Linked DNA regions of Gossypium hirsutum: region 2 is linked to region 1. Evidence: chromatin contacts called from public Hi-C data. All regions are on one chromosome and are shown on one strand. The core of a region is the stretch at or near the end of the contact, and the rest is flanking DNA. Distances in the headings are between cores, read along the strand shown.

What was found. A called contact is a pair of places that touch in the nucleus more often than the background predicts.
Region 2: a Hi-C map of leaf shows a contact between it and region 1, with 2.8 times the contacts expected there. The contact joins two enhancer-like sites. A contact is called at or near these places in 8 of 34 Hi-C or Micro-C datasets (fibers, leaf and seedling).

What each region holds. Positions count from the first base shown.
Region 1 is chrD13:42,839,014-42,841,713 of Gossypium_hirsutum_v2.1, forward strand. No RefSeq gene overlaps it. Among protein-coding and RNA genes, the nearest start is that of LOC107918689, 13 kb to the left of the region's middle. Within about 2 kb of position 1,393, at least 1 of the 9 cell types and tissues checked has an H3K27ac peak or open chromatin away from gene starts, as enhancers often do.
Region 2 is chrD13:43,201,954-43,204,653 of Gossypium_hirsutum_v2.1, forward strand. No RefSeq gene overlaps it. Among protein-coding and RNA genes, the nearest start is that of LOC107948807, 6.5 kb to the left of the region's middle. Within about 2 kb of position 1,383, at least 8 of the 9 cell types and tissues checked have an H3K27ac peak or open chromatin away from gene starts, as enhancers often do.

The DNA of each region.
Region 1 (2,700 bases), core at 143-2,642:
TTTAATTTTTGTAGTTTGTCAAAGGAAAACAATAGAATAATAAATCAATTAGAAAAATGAAGTATAATGAAATGTCTTATCCAAAATATTTATGTTTTATGTTTCCATAATATTTCTTATTCCATTTCTTTATGAAATTAAAGATGAATAAATCTTTATCAAATAGAATATAATCTAATTAGATTTAATTTTTTTTTTTGATAATTAGAAGTACATTTAAGAATATTAAAGATTAAACCCAAATTTTCATGTCACACAACACAAACATCTTTATTTATGTTTTATGTTTCCATAATATTTCTTCATTTCTTTATTAAATTAAAGCTGATGAAATCTTTATCAAATAGAATATAATCTAATTAAATTTAAATTTTTTTTGGTAATTAAAATTACAATTAAGGATATTATTTTCATGTCACACAACACAAACATCTTGACAGTAGATTGTTTTCTATTAGAGAATTCTATATAATAACAATGCAATTATTCTTCACTTTCCTTTTCAAGAAACATTTCTACTACAGAAGTTGATCTTTCTCAATCACTAGTTGACTAAATATCTTTATATTCTTTTATCATAGGACGAATAGCATTATGATGAAAGGCGTTCAATAGTAAATAATTTTTCTTGGCTATTAAAAATTTTCAAATAAGGAAGTTTTCTTTCAAAATTTTCAAATAAGGAAATTTTCATTCAATTATGGTAATATTTCTAACAATTTTAGCCTTTTTTTTAATAGGTATGTTTTTATCATTAATAGGTATGTTTTTGTCATTAACCTGTTTAGGTATCTCTCTAATAATCCTAAAAAAATAATATTGTATTGCCAAAGAATTGTTTGCATTTTAATTAAAAAGTAAGTTTTTTTTATCTTAGTTTGCCAAGAAAGCCAACCCTATACTATAAGCTATTTCCCTGAAGTAAACAGGGTATAACTTGTTATGCACCACCCCAAACTGTTGTCTTGGTAGCAGTCCTGCCAGGGTATAGCATGAAATGAACATAACCCACACACTGATACCATATGCTCTAGTCAATCCAAGTAAGTTCGCTATACCCATCACTATATTCAATGCCTCCATTGAAGTCATGTACTTCAAACCATCAAGAAACTTGTTTGCACTAGTTTTAACCTTGTTCGCAGCTCGGCCTGCTTCTTCCATGGCCTTTTCTTGAACGTTCTCCACTTGCTCTGATTTATTTGTCACTATATCAGCCCCCATCATCTTGGCCGTGTGTTTTGCTATTATCGCCGCCTCCTTGGCCTTATCAATGGACTCTTTCGCCCTTTTTTAACATCTTAGCCCTTTTGCAAAACTGCCCTTTTGCTTTGCCTAAAGCATCGCTAATAGCTCCCTTCGTATCTGCGACCTTGTCTCTGGTTCCGTGTGCAGTTTTGAAACCTTCTCTTTAACTTCCTGCGCGGTTTCCCAAGCCTTGTCTTTAACCTTCTCTTTGGCTTCATGTGCGGTCCCTGAAGTTGCTTGTTTAAGCTTGTTAGCTTCATGTGCGATGTCTGAGACCTTATCTTTGGTGTTACAAAGGGTAGTGGCGACCCTCGGAGTACATTTCTCGAAAGCATCCCGTATAAGTTCTCCAGGTGAATGTCGTCTGGAGCCAGCTTTTCTTTGTGAAATGCCATGTGCTAAAATTCAATACACTCATGAAAAACTGAGTAAACTTCCTCATCTATCTTCATGAAATCAGTTTACATGTATTTAATACAAACTAGTGAACAACCGTTACTAACAGCTTTGTAACTAACAATAACTATCAATAACTATCAGTAACTAATAACTAAACATGTATTTACTTCTAATATGCCCCATACTTATCTGGTTTCTTTCTCACCAAAACCCTCTAATTCATATCAACAACTCGAAGTTGACTTCGAAATCTAGTAAACACTGCTACTGACAGTGGTTTTGTTAGTATATCTGCAATCTGATTTGAACTAGGAACATGTCCTACTTGAAGCACCCCAGCTGTCACCTTTTCTCTGACAATGAACGCATCCAACTCAACATGCTTGAATTTGGAGTGCATAACAGGATTATCTGCTACTGCTACTGCAACAGAACTGTCGCACCTTATCAATCCCTTATTATTAACTGAAACACACAACTCAGTTAATAAGGATTGAATCCACACCATTTCTGTAGCTACATGAGCAACACTCCTATATTCTGCCTCAGCTGTGGATCTGGAGACCACTTGCTATTTATTTGAGCTCCAAGAAATTGGATTCCCTCCAAGAAACACACAAAACCCTGAGGTTGACCTGCGGTCATCAACATCGGACCCCCAGCTTGCGTCTGAATATCCCTCAAGTAAAAACTTTGAAGAGCGAGTGAATTTCAAGCCATAGGTTAGTGTCCCTTGTAAATACCTCAATATTATTTTGATGGCTTTGAAATGCAAGTCCAACGGCTTATGTAGAAACTGACACACCTTGTTGACAGAGTAAGCAATGTCAGGTCTGATGATCACCACGTACTGTAAGGCTCCAACAATACTTCTGTAATGATGCTCATCCTCAACAGGACTACCTACAGCAGCTGACAGATGACAAGTAGTAACCATTAGTGTTGGCAGGCTGTTCGACCTATCCATGGACGCTTTTTTGAAGCAAATCCTGAATGTACTTTTTCTGGGACAGAAACATGCCTTTTAAAGTGTAGTGAACTTCGATTCCAAGA
Region 2 (2,700 bases), core at 133-2,632, 360 kb after region 1:
ATGGTCTGACTTAATCTTTGGAATGTGAGAAACCATGCAACTAGGAAAATTATATATCCAGGCCTTATTTCCCAAAGCACGGTCTATTCTCTCAAACAAATATCCCCTATGCCAAATGAAGGGAGGCCCTCTAAACCCTAAATCATGAAGCTCAGCTGAATCAACAAAGTCACCAAAATATGGGCATCTCTTGCCCCTAGAGAGGCCCCCAAATTTCTCAGAAGAGGAGAGGATTGCGTTGAAATCACCAATAGCAATCCAAAGGATCTGACCAAGCAGATTTGTAGACCTCAAATCATTCCAAAAAAATTAGCGCACTTGCCTATTGGGACTACCATAAACAAAAGAGATGAAAATAGGATGTGACGAGGGCATTTGCCAAACCTGAGTCAAAATGAATTGCGGATGGCTACAGACCACCTCAAGGCGAACGGAATCTTTCCATCCTAGCCAAATACCCCTAAAAAAGCCAATCACCTTCACACTGTAAGAATACTGGAAACCCAACTTAGCAATAATGTTGTTAGCCTTGGCCCCACTTACTCTCGGTTCGAGCAAACTAACAATATCAGGTTTGTACTCCATATTGTATTCCCGAAAAATTCTAGGGAATTTAACATTTGCACAGCTCTGGTAATTCCACGAAAAGATAGTAATATTTATTAAATAAAATTTAAAAATAGAATATCATACCTAGCTTTCGAGGCAAATATTGCCTTCTGAATTTGAACCTACTCCATCTAGCTGGCATTCAAATTCTTGCTGAGAATTTGAGGAGATAAGAGCTCCACCATCGCCTCCATAGACTCAACTAAAGGAATACGCGTGTTCACAGAAGGTTTAAAATGATTCCCTCGACCCCGTAAAGCAAAAGAGGTCTTTCGATTACTTCAACTACCACTGTCTCTAGCACTGCTTATTCGATCTCTAGGATTAGTTAAATTCGAACCCAAAGCCGAATCCAGGACCTCTACTGATTGTGAACCTGATTTAACCTGTTGATTAGATTGAACATTTTTTTAAAAGTAACTATTGAATACTTACCTAGATCAAGTGTGTTATCAGATATAGGAACAATGAATCCTTCAGATTCATCAAACACGAGATTGTAATGTGCTTTAATTTTTTCCAAATCTTCAACTTCAATATTAGCCTGGTTTCTAGAATCCAAATTGCCTTGACCGCTTGTGTCATCAATTGGAGTATTATTTTGTAAACATGCATTCTTCGAATCTGCAGAAGCAGAAGAGGAAAAAATAGAAGCAGGTAATTTAGCCATAGAGCCCCCATTATTATTAATAAAACCACCCAACCCCGTAGGCCTTTTCCCCAAAAATTTATCCAAAAAATCTTTGAAATTTTGGCCCAAGCTTTCCAGAGCAACACTGTCCAAATTATCATTCATAACTGTCCCCCTAAATAAGCCCAACCCCACGTTACCCTCATGATTTGCATCAACTAAAAACCCCTAACACCTTTTTTATTAACCCTAGTTTTAAAACTCATTGAATTAGCAGCCACCTCCACATTAGCTTTTTCCCCTACAATTTCTCCAGCAGACAGCCCCGCATTATCACTTAAATCCTTATCCACCATCAACGCCAAAAATCTAGACCCTAATGGGTTTTTAGTTTGTTTCGCCAAACCTTTCCCAGAAATATTCCGCTTCACCCGCCATGATGATTTTCTTTCCACCAATATCCACAGCCTAAACTCCGGTTCCTTCTCTCTGCTTCTAGAACCATTGTTTCATCGTCCATGTTGCCCTCGTTAGGAAGGGCCACCCCGATCGACAATTCATCACGATACACCATCAGGTTTTTATCCGTCACAACCGATGGGCACATTCCTTTAACATGCCCATATTTACCACAAGCAAAACACACTGTCCAAAGAGCCTCATATTCGACACGTTGGACAGCACCGTCAACAATAACCTGCGAAATCAATGGCTTTTCCAGATTAATGTAAACAGCTAAATGAGTAAATCGGCTTCTAGTCTGATTATCAGTCTAGACATCAAGTTTGACCACCTTCCCAATGAGATCCCCAATGGCTTCAATTATTTTTCCGTTTATAAAGGTATCCCGGGAGACTCGGCAGATGAATCCAGGCTAGCACCACACTAGGGTAAGGTTGTGAAGGTCTAAAGTGTTTAGTCCATAGTTGAACAGTCAGGTACTGTCCATAGACGATCCAAGGGCCCTGCGTCAAAACTCTGTTGTAATCATCAACAGCCTAAAATTTAACCAAAAAATAGCCATTAGTAATGTCCATTAAACGAATAGGATTCACTGGTTTCCAAAGAAAAATAATGCGATTATGCAGGGCGTTGTAACCAATTTACGTCCTAGAAGTTTGACGATGATCGTCAATTCTATTTCTCTGAAGAGAATATCTTTAATACGATCCGAGAAGGCAATAGCAGGAACACCGTCAATGATGGTCGTATTCACATCTCCTTCTAGCAACTCAAAATCATTATCACTCCTCGCAGAAAGCACAGAACGATCCGAGTCAGAGACTACAGTATGTCCCCCAAGAGTTTGTCTTTCCATGACATAGTTAGTTGTGGATCAGGATCCACAGCCATAGAAGTATCTCCTTCAACGGAATTATCTTTAAACCTCACTTTTTTAATATTTCGATCACTATCAGGATGAGGATCACCATCCCCATCATTGCTAAAAATTTTTTAAA